2 separate regions of the Sus scrofa genome follow, and region 2 is linked to region 1. A link is a contact called in public HiChIP or PLAC-seq data. All regions are on one chromosome and are shown on one strand. Each heading gives the region's core, a stretch centred on a gene start, on an enhancer-like site or on the middle of the called end of the contact. The rest is flanking DNA. Distances are from core to core; before and after follow the strand shown. Region 1 holds the start of DAG1 (dystroglycan). Region 2 overlaps DAG1 (dystroglycan).

What was found. HiChIP or PLAC-seq counts read pairs in DNA pulled down with a chosen protein or histone mark.
Region 2: a contact with region 1 is called in an H3K27ac HiChIP or PLAC-seq map of skeletal muscle. The contact joins the enhancer-like site here to the promoter of DAG1 in region 1. A contact is called at or near these places in 9 of 47 Hi-C or Micro-C datasets (adipocytes, embryonic fibroblasts, heart right ventricle and 3 more) and 2 of 2 datasets of contacts at active chromatin or transcription factors (alveolar macrophages and skeletal muscle).

The regions. Positions count from the first base shown.
Region 1 is chr13:32,024,690-32,030,072 of Sscrofa11.1, forward strand. DAG1 (dystroglycan) reads left to right here and starts at 3,330. Exons shown (of 3, transcript XM_021068744.1): 1 at 3,330-4,376.
Region 2 is chr13:32,057,833-32,063,693 of Sscrofa11.1, forward strand. The region is part of intron 1 of DAG1 (dystroglycan); the gene reads left to right. Among named protein-coding and RNA genes, the nearest start is that of DAG1, 33 kb to the left of the region's middle. Within about 2 kb of position 4,444, at least 11 of the 83 cell types and tissues checked have an H3K27ac peak or open chromatin away from gene starts, as enhancers often do. A contact at or near this core is called in alveolar macrophages, embryonic fibroblasts and skeletal muscle, where this site is marked.

The DNA of each region.
Region 1 (5,383 bases), core at 2,080-4,579:
GGAGGGCCAGGTGTAAAAGCAGTCACCTGACTGATGAGAGGAAGGCCCTCTGTCAGACATGTATGAAGGGGTCTGGTGGAAGTGTTGGAGGGGAGGGCCCTGCAGGGGAACGAACTGACTTCTGGGAAGGCTGGTGGTGACCCACAAACACGCCTACTGGCAGTTTCTCCCGGATGAATTTATCAGCCCTTTCTTTCTTCCAGAGTTGCTGGACAATCTGCCTTCTGTTAAATCCAGACAAAAGGGACCCCTCCCTTCCCCTGATTTGGCTGGCCCTGCTTCCCAGGGCCTGAGGCAGACCTGCAGGTCTGGCATTTGGGTCTGGATCCTCCACCCTCAGCCAGCACTGACTCCTGCCCCTCACCATCAGGCCTTGGGGAGGATCAGCCACAGGAGCCTCCCTCCCTCTGGAAGTGTCTGAGGCTGGGCACTGGCCCTTGGTCCTCAGTTCCTTGGGAACATGCTAGAATAAAAGAGCTCTGGAATCCTAGGACCAGAAGAAAGTTTGGTCCATGTAGGTCTCTGCTGGATTTCATGAGCTAGAGCCAAGGCCTTAGCTTAAACCACATCAGCCCCAAGTAAACACTGGGATGTTTGCCTTGGGCCTTGCACAGGGCTTAGACTCTTGGGGATAACTGTCAACCAAGAAGTGAGGTAGGCAGCACTCCCTGATGCCTTCCTTCCAAACAGAAATTGTGCCTCTATTATGTGCATGCTATTAGGTGATTGTTGCAATATGGGATTAAGCAGGTGCACATATCTAGCCTCAAGGGCTCATACTCTAGTTGGGAAGACAAACCTTAATCTGAGAATCTTCCTGAAGCCTCTAGCTGGGGGTCTAAGTGGAGGGTGGAGGAAGCACCAGAGGCTAAATGGCCAGAAGAGTTGAGGGCTGAGCATCCTACCCGAATAGCCTCATTCTTGGCCTCTTGATCAGTGCCCACCTGGGCCCATACCACATGGGCCCTTGGGGCAGCTGTTCTTGGATGTGCCCTGGGCCTCACTCTTAGCTGCAAGCACCAAGCCTGAACTAGGGTGGCCTAGGCCCTGTGGGGTTGCAAAATAGCTCCCAAGGGCGAGTAGCTGTGGACCTAGTGCTAAGCCCTAGGGTGGGGTGTGCAGTTTTCTACAAAGGGAAAGTCTTCAACTCTCAGGACTATAGGGAGTAACAGTACCTTGCATTCACAGCCCCATCCAGCCTTGGCGTACATGGAGATGGCCACCTCCCTCTTTACTCTGCTATGCATTCCATGGGAACGGTTGGGCTCCAGTAGTGGCTTGTTAGGCCCCAAAAGGCTGGTCCAACTCTGGCCATTCAGGCCTCTTGCCTTCTAGGGCCTGAAGGAACAGAGGGTTGTGGAAACCCCAATTCTAGACAAAAAAGGAAGCCACCAATGAGGCCCAGAACTCACAGTTGTTCTGGCCTGGGAGGGAAGTGCCAAGGCTGGAAGGTTGCAGGAGCAGGTGAGCATTGGGGCCAGCCTGAGGCTCAGACCATAGCATCTCCAATTGAGTCCCAAACCTAGAGAGGCAGAGACTGGAAGGATTTTGCTGTGAGAGCTTCAGGCAAACTCTGGTTTTTGCTCCCCTCCTCCTAGGACTAAGAAGATCCTACCCCACCTTTTGGCACTAAGTAGTTGAGGTAAAGACCTTCCCTTAGCTAGAGCTCTAGGGAAGCTTGGGCATGTGGTGCTGGGTCCCTGGAGGCCAGATTGAGGCATGGTGTCTCATCTAGCAAGACCAATGCCAAAAATGAAGGGGAGTCACTCTAGCATCCATGGATGGTCAATGAGGACTAAAGAGCAGTAGCTTCTGTGTAGATGGTAAGAAGGATGAGGTCTGTGCTCACTGCTGTCTTTTGTTTTGGAAGAACATTTACATATAATTGTACAGTCAGACACTAAAATCCCCAGCAGAATTTAGGGCTGCAAAGCAGTGTCTGGTGTATGTTTGGGGGAGGGGAGGACACGCTGTAAGTTGAAGGAGTGAATGAAAGAATGTATTTTGTTTAGAAACTCATAATTTTCTGCATTTTTAGCCTTTTCAAAGAAGCTAAATTTCAGAGCTGGATTTTTTTTTTTTTTTTTTTTTTGTCTTTTGTCTTTTTGTTGTTGTTGTTGTTGTTGCTATTTCTTGGGCTGCTCCCTCGGCATATGGAGATTCCCAGGCTAGGGGTTGAATCGGAGCTGTAGCCACCGGCCTACGCCAGAGCCACAGCAACGCGGGATCCGAGCCGCGTCTGCAACCTACACCACAGCTCACGGCAACGCCGGATCGTTAACCCACTGAGCAAGGGCAGGGACCGAACCCGCAACCTCATGGTTCCTAGTCGGATTCGTTAACCACTGCACCACGACGGGAACTCCCAGAGCTGGATTTTTTAAAGTTTTAATATCTAAAGAATGATTTGGGGATTTTCCTTAGTCTTTTTTTTTTTTTTTTTTGTCTTTTTGCCATTTCTTGGGCCGCTCCCACGACATATGGAGGTTCCCAGGCTAGGGGTCGAATTGGAGCTGTAGCCGCCAGCCTACGCCAGAGCCACAGCAACGCGGGATCCGAGCCGTGTCTTCGACCTACACCACAGCTCATGGCAACACTGGATCGTTAGCCCACTGAGCAAGGCCAGGGATCGAACCCGCAACCTCATGGTTCCTAGTCGGATTCGTTAACCACTGCGCCACGACGGGAACTCCCCTTTTTTTTTTTTTTTTTTTTTTTGTGGATTTTCCTTAGTCTTTACTTCTTTTTCTGGTCTGTATGAAGTTTGGAGCCCATGAATTTAAGTTTAAAGAATCAAAGGGAAGGAGTTCCTATCATGGTGCAGTGGAAATGAATCTGACTAGTATCCATGAAGATGCAGGTTCGATCCCTGGTCTTGCTCAGTGGGTTGGGGATCCAGTGTTGCCATGAGCCATGGTATAGGCCACAGATGAGGCTTGGATCCCACATTGCTGTGGGTATGGTGTAGGCCAGTAGCTGCAGCTCTGATTCCACCCCTAGCTTGGGAACTTCCATATGCTAGGGTGAGGCCTAAAAAAAAATATCACAGGGAGTTCCCATTGTGGCTCAAGGGTTATGAACCTGACTAGAATCTATGAGGATGCAGGTTTGATCCCTGGCCTCATTCAGTGGGTTAAGGATCTGGTGTTGCCACAAGCTGCTGTGGAGGTTGCAGATGAGACTGGATCAGGTGTTGCTGTGGCTGTGGGGTAGTCTGGCAGCTGCAGCTCTGATTCAAACCCTTCCATATGCTGCAGTTGTGGCCCTAATAAGAAAAGTAAAAGAATCGCAAACAGGTATGTGCATTTGGGAGATGGGTCATTCTTTTTTTTTTTTTTTTGCTTTTTAGGGCCGCACTGGTGGCATATGGAAGTTCCTAGGCTAGGGGTCAAATCAGAGCTACAGCTGTCAGTCTACGCCACAGCCACAGCAATACCGGATCTGAGCCTTGTCCGTGACTATAACATGGCTCACAGTAAAGCAGGATAGCACACTCACTGATAGAACCTGCATCCTCACGGATACTAGTTGGATTCACTAGTTGGATTCGTTTCTGCTGAGCCTAAAGGGGAACTTCCGGGGCATTCATTTTTTCTCTCTCTGGAGTCTGCTTCTCCCAGTCTTTCCTAAGGAGAGGAAGAAAGCAGGGGAAACCCAGTTCCACCAGGATCCCATGAGCAACCTCTGGCAGGCAGTAGCCAATTCTGTGTTCAGAATGTAATAGCTGACAAGAGTGCGGGCCTGGAATTCCAGCCTGGCCACAGGCCCAGGAAGGGATGGACACATTCTGCACAGGGAACAGAGTCCACCACAGGTCCCATACCCCGACCCGTTGAGTAATTGTTCAGGTCTAGTAACTGAAGCATCTGAGGCCTTTGAGGTGTGGGGGGGTGGCTAGGTAAGCCCTAGGGACAGTGAGAGCGTCTGTAGGAGCCTCCCCTTTAAGGGAGACAGACCTCAGCAGTAACTACCCGCCTTTCTTCCCCCCACCCCCTGAAAGAATGCGGGCCTTGAGTGAGTGACCAGAGCCAGCGGGTCAGAGCTATTTCTGGCGCCTGAGGAGCATCGGATTCCGGGTGTTGAGGGCAGGAGGAGGGGACGAGGGTCAGGCCCGAGCCACTTCCTGGACGCCCCCGCCTGCTGGGGGCACCCGGAGAGGGGCGCGGCTCCCTGCCCTTCCGGTCCTCGCCTCAGTTTCCTCATTAGTATAGGAGGCGGGCAACCGGGCCATCATCGTTTGCAATTTAGAGGACGCTTCCTGAGTGTTTTCTTGGCTTAGAAGTACCTGATCTGCGTTAGAGAGAAATCAGCAGGGCCAAAGGCAGTCTATGGATGGCTAGTTGCGGCAGGGCCAGTCATTAAGCCTGACCACCCGGGTAGGTTGGATGATTCTCAGCGGCTCAAATGCCTGAGGTTGGGCGCGGCGCCCCTCCCCCGCTCCCAGGTCTGAGAGCTCCCCGAGACGCGGACAGCTTGGGGCGTGTTCTAGGGGCGGACTTGGCTCGCCGCGGGGCGGGATTTCCAGGATGGGGCGTGTCTTTTCGGGTGGGGGCGTGGCGGGCCAATAGGCAGAGCGACGCTGGCGCGGGCGGGGGCGGAGCCTTTGCGCGGGTGCGGCGCTCTGCGGGGCGGCCGACGCAGGCAGAAGCGGGCGTCGCGGGGACTGTCGGTCGGCGCCGCACGGAGCTGGCCGCGGGATTGGCTGCAGCACTCGCGTGTCAGGGGGTTGCTAGGCTCCGGCCGCGCGCCCCGCCCTCGCGCTCGGCGCCCTCTCACCGCTCGGTACGTGCTCGCGCTGAGGCTGCGGTGCGGCGCTCGCGCTCCTTGGGCTCGGCGGCGGCGGCGCGGCAGCGGCAGCGGCAGCGGCAGCGGCAGCATTGCTCCGAGTCCCCGGGGAGAGGCGACGGAGTCTTGCGGCCCGGAAGAGCGAGCACCTGCTGCAGCCCACTAGCCGGGGCTCGGTGAGTGCGCCGCCGGTCCCCCGCCGCCGTCCTAGCCTTCCGAGGAACACCTGCTGCTGCTCGCTGTTTGGCCCGGGGCGGCGACACGGTCGCGGACGTCCTTGCGGGTGAGGCGGCGGCTCGGCTGGGGTAGAGCCATCCCGTTGTTCTCGGCCCTTCAGGCCAAGGCTGGGGGCGTCCGACGTCCGGGCCCAGGCTGCGCGCCGCGGTGATGGGCCAGGCCTCAGCCCGGAATGCGCTCGCGGGAGCGAGGGGCCTGCGCGTCGGCCGCGGGCGTGTACGACCTGCGGACTGCCTCCCGGGCTTCCACAGAGGGTCGCGCGGCCCAGTTTGGCCAGAGCCAGAGAATGGGGCGTTGAGCCCCCGCGGGAGGCAGGGAAGAGTGCCACAGCTGCTGGGTCTTGGAGCACTCAGAGCTCTGG
Region 2 (5,861 bases), core at 3,194-5,693, 34 kb after region 1:
ACTGCTTTGCTCCTGGTCGTAGAGTTGCTGGCTGTGGCTTTGCAGAGCAGGGGTTCCCGAAGTCTGCAAGGTCATATTTTGTCTCTTTGGCTCCAGCCTTTGGAAGCTCACCCCTAAAACTTACCAGAGAAGTTTGTGGTTATTTAGGTTTTGTAGCTGTGGCAGGCTGAGGTAGGTAAAAGGGCCAATTAGACAGAGCCATATGTGGGAGGGAAGGAATTCAGCTAGCAAGAAAGTCTGAACAAAGGGAGTGGGTGCTAGTTGTGTCTTGTCCTTTTATAAACAGGATTTGTTGATCTGGCAGTTTCTGGCATGGTTGAAATGTTCTTCATGGTCGAGCCTTAAGAATGTGGCCCCAAACAAGAATGTGGCCAACAGCAGGTCATAACTTTAAACACTGAATATTTGCCTAGATAAATACTCAGAACAATGGCACCTTACACTGATGGTGGAAGGGCTCCCACTCACTGCAGGCGGGATACCCGTGTCTGGCTTCTGAGGTGTATATTGTCGACACTGCTGGCAGGGTGAAAGGTTGCAGTAAGGGAGAGCCTGAATAGGGACCTGGGAGTGGCTGGGCCACCCTTATACTTCATTTCACTGCACTGTTCTGGAATCTGATTAGCTAGTTAGGTCAGGAAGGCCAGCAGACAACAATTATTTTCACCTTTTTTTTTTTTTTTTTTCCTAGGGCCATTCCCTCGGCATATGGAGGTTCCCAGGCTAGGGGTCTAATCGGAGCTGCAGCCGCCAGCCTTCACCACAGCCACAGCAGCATGGGATCTGAGCCGTGTCTTCGACCTACACCACAGCTCATGGCAACTCCAGATCCTTATCCCACTGAGCAAGGCCAGAGATCGAACCTGCAACCTCATGGTTCCTAGTCAGATTCGTTAACCACTGCACCACAATGGGAACTCCCTTGTCTTTTTGCCATTTTTTTTTTTTTTTGTCTTTTTGCTATTTCTTGGGCCGCTCCCGCAGCATATGGAGGTTCCCTGGCTAGGGATCGAATCAGAGCTGTAGCCACCGGCCTACGCCAGAGCCACAGCAACGCGGGATCCAAGCCGAGTCTGCAACCTACACCACAGCTCACGGCAACGCCGGATCGTTAACCCACTGAGCAAGGGCAGGGACCGAACCCACAACCTCATGGTTCCTAGTCAGATTCGTTAACCACTGCGCCACGATGGGAACTCCTCTTTTTGCCTTTTTAAAAAATTTTTATTTTATTTTCTAAACTTAATTCGTTGAAGTCAGATTAGCAATTGGTTTTGAGGTATGGTTCTTCTTTTTTTTTTTTGGCCATGCCCATGGCATGCAAAGGTTCCATGCTAGGACAAGGGATCAAACCCATGCCACAGTAGTGACCTGATCCACAGCAGTGGCAACTCCAAATCCTTAACTTGCTGAACCAGGGAACTCCTATGGTACTTATTTTTTATTTTTGTGTAGTATAATGGAAAAAATAACTCTCAACTGTTTTGTGTGAATGGTTGAATACTGAATAATGTTTAACAGCAGCATATGGAGCTCAGTGGAGTGTAGAAGGAGCTGTTTTTCAGTGAGCTGTATCACATAAAATGTTAAAAATCTACCCAGGTTAAAAACCATGGTCCAGTGGAGTGGCCATTCAGTCTGGCATCTGAACCTTGTCTTTCTTCCCTTCCTCCAGGATGTGTTTGCACCTGAGTGGGTTTGTACCCAGGTAGAAAATCTTTACTTCCTTCCTGCCTTTGTTGAGAAACCCAAACTACCATCAACAGAAACCACTGCCCTTCCGGGAACCTCTGCTTTTGGTATTTGTGATAACTGAGAGTTTGCAAGAATTTTCCAAGTAAGAAAAGTGTTCAGATAGCTTTTCTGTTTGGTAGACTATTGTGTAGTGCTTGCTTCTCACAGGTGGTAATTTTTTTCCCACATGTTTTTACTTTGAAATCTCTTGCTGTGTATGTGACCCTGGACTCTTGGGGGTTCCCGAGCTCCCTAATGGTGTCTTCGCCAGGCTGCCCCGACATCTCTGGTGATACTCCTATGGCGCACAGGCCAGGTAGGAACTTGGTCTCATGTAATGGAAACCTTATATGCCTCCTGAGCTATGAACAGTTTTAGGATGATACCTTGCATTGTCCCCAGAGATTTGACTCAACACCTTCCTCATCTGACACTAAGAAGTGAAAAAGGCCTGTTTTAAACTCAAAACAGAGAAATCTGCCTGTCTTTTTGGTATTTGAAGCCCAAATAAGCAATGACTTCACACTATTGTTTTCCATTGTGTTGAGTACATCCTGTTGGCCATCAGATTGAACAGTTTTAAACTGATTAACCCTCTAGAATTTTTATATTAATATTAGACTGACATTTAATATTTAATTTTAACTTCTGAGTGTCTGGACAAAAGCCTTTTTGTTAGATGCAACATAAAGTGGTTGTTTAAGATTATTTATTTTGACTTTTCCAAAACCACTTAAAGCAAGCTTATGGAATTTTGTTATTTTTGGTTTGGCTATAAAAAGAAAATCCCATTTTCCTTAAACGTTTCAATTACCATGGTGAATGGCAGCAGTTTGACAGTTTTAAGTACTATTTTTAGTTTATATAGCTATTGGAGATTAGTAGTTCCTCCAAATGGTGGGGTGGGCTGCCTCTGCCTTATTTTGTATGGTTAATAATGGGTTGAATCTCACAACTTTTCCTTCATTCTTGGTAAAAACTAGTAGGGAGCCATTCTTTCAGAGTTTTTTTTTTTTTTTATCTTTTTTTTTGCCATTTCTTGAGCTGTTCCCACGGCATATGGAGGTTCCCAGGCTAGGGGTTGAATCAGAGCTGTAGCTGCTGGCCTACACCAGAGCCACAGCAACACGGGATCCGAGCCGCATCTGCAACCTACACCACAGCTCACAGCAATGCTGGATCCTTAACCCACTGAGCAAGGCCAGGGATCGAACCCTCAACCTCATGGTTCCTAGTCGGATTCGTTAACCACTGAGCCACGATGGGAACTCCTCAGAGTTTTTATAGTTAAGACATTTTAAAGTTTCATTCCCTGTGGGTTTTTCTGCAAATGGGGAAATGATAAGTTTACTATGAATTGAGTTAGTACCATGTATACATTTGTTCCTTGTGTTTTTTGAGTGGAAAAAGTATTTGTCGACTGAGCCTCCTTTGCACGTGTGGCACTCATAACCTCTGGGAGGTAGCCTTAGTGGAACAGAGCTGTTTCTTTCTTGGGGCTGGAATTCCAGAGGAATCCTCTATTTCTCAGGGACCCAAGGTTGTGTGGATAGGGTAGGGTTGCAGATCCTTGTGTCTCCTGTTGTGGTCGAATAGAGATACATATGCAGTGGGGGCGGGGGAGAGAAACAGATACAGACACCACTCACACAGCATATGCTTCGTTTGCTGATAGATAGGGATTAGTATGGGTGACAGGAAGATGGCCAGAAGGATTCTGCTGAACTCTTTCTCAAGTATCTGGGATCCTTGCCTGTCACTGCGTAATGCTTTTGATTCCTTAGTTGTGTCCTTACTGACTGATCTGGTAAACTTTATTTATTTATTTGTTTTGATCTGGTAAAGTTTAAATATACCTACTTCTAGGGCAGATTTTTATGTTTTGTTTTACAAAGAATACCACCTTTTAGGCATTGCTGAAAAGTTCACTTTTTATTTCTGCCTCATTGTCACAATTGGAGAAAATAAGTACACCCATTTTTCACACAGTGTGCCGTGGCTGTTGAGCTTGTGTTCAGACTGCGTGGAGTTTCACCAAGGCTCCGGGAAGGTCCTTCTTCACAGAGTTGGATTTTGCTGGGGTTTGGAGCAGTGCTGAGCTCAGTCTTAGTGGTGGGAATTGCCACTGAGGAATGAAGTACCCATTCCCACTACCTATTTTCTCAGTAGAAGAGCTTTGGCAGCTTTTTATAGCTGGAGAGGGGCAAGTTCAGCTGAGATGTATTCTTGGGCTACCCTTGAGTCCCTCTGATGTGGCAGAGGGTAATGTGAGTGTGCATGTGTAGTGTTTAAAATGAATGGCTGTGTCAGGAAGACTGGGCGACTCTGGTTGTAGTTTCTTCAGTTCATGTTCCGGCCACAGGCTGTGTGTGACCATACTTGAGTGTTACCTCTCTTTAGGCCTTGGTTCTGAGAAATGAGGAGGAGAATCTCCATAGAGCCTCCATCTCTAGATGACCAAGGGTATGAGTGTGAGACTGTGTAAAAGACTTCCAGGATGTGCGAATTCTGGTGTTTGGATGTAGCCTGACGGTCTCCTAGCACAGGGACCCTGCTTATAGGAAGCCACTATCAGAAGGATTTGGCAATCTGTAAAAAAGACCTTTTCTTCCCAGAATATGGAAAACCAACACATAGCAGTTGGAGTTGTGCCCTGGACATTGCCTGCTTGCTAAATGCAGAGCACTTAGTCATGCCCATGAAACAGATACCCTGTGTTGTCATATGTCCATAGATAGCAGATTGAGCTTATGAGCCTGGTAGGACAGGGTGTGTCTCATACTGTTGCTGTTTTCAAATAAGCTGAGATTTTTTTTTTTTTTTTTTTTTTTGTCTTTTTGCCATTTCTAGGGCCGCTCCCTTGGCATATGGAGGTTCCCAGGCTAGGGGTCTAATCAGAGCTGTAGCTGCCAGCCTACACCATAGCCACAGCAACACGGGATCCAAGCCACGTCTGCAGCCTACACCACAGCTCACCGCAACGCCAGATCCTTAACCCACTGAGCAAGGCCAGGGATCGAACCCACAACCTCATGGTTCCTAGTCGGATTCATTAACCATTGAGCCACGACGGGAACTCCAAGCTGAGAATTTTTAAATGGAGTATCATATTGGGAAGGTAAAAGATCTACTGAGTCTAATAGTAGAAAAAAAGTAAGTACACAAAAGAGTAAAGACCTGGGAAGAAGATTTTTTTTTTATCTTGCCTTTTCTAGGGCTGCTTCCCGCGGCATATGGAGGTTCCCAGGCTAAGGGTCTAATCGGAGCTGCAGCCACCGGCCTACACCAGAGCCACAGCAATGCGGGATCCAAGCCGCATCTGCAGCCTACACCACAGCTCACGGCAACGCCGGATCGTTAACCCACTGAGCAAGGGCAGGGACCAAACCCACAACCTCATAGTTCCTAGTTGGATTCGTTAACCACTGCACCACGACGGGAACTCCCCATGGGAAGAAGATTTAAAAAGAAAAGTTGGGAGTTCCCTTTGTGCTGCAGTGGGATTGGCACCGTTTCTGCAGTGCCAGGAAGCATGTTTGATCTCCAGCCTGGCACAGTGTGTTAAAGGTGATGTGGGCACCATGAGATAGAGGTGGACAGAGATAGGGGTGATGGATAAGGTAGAGTTAGGGCAGTGTAAGAGCTCTATAGGCTGGGATTTGGAATTTAGATGCCATTCAGAATACACCAGACACATATTTGAGGATAGGGTTTTCCAGTCTTGAGAAGACAGTGCAAAAGACACAGAGAGGTGAGATAGAGCAGGAGGTGCTAGCTGTTTTATAACTTGTATTATTTTGAGATCACAAGACTTAGACAAACTCTAAGCTCTTTGCCTTCGTGTACTACAGGTACTTGGCAGAGGACCTGGATTAGCAATATTACACAACCTGAGTATTTGCTACCCAGACTTGTCATACCTTAATGTTCTTCTGTGTTTTTGTTTGTTTGTTTGTTTTGTGAGATCCTATTTTAGGAAGTGAAGCAGTTATAAATTTGGAGATCCTTATGAACCTTTCCTTTTTCCTTTGCCTTCTCTTCCTAGACTGACCATTATCCTCAATTTTGTATTTATGATTGCATGTGTGATTTTATTTATTATATTTAAATGAATCTATAAATAGTAT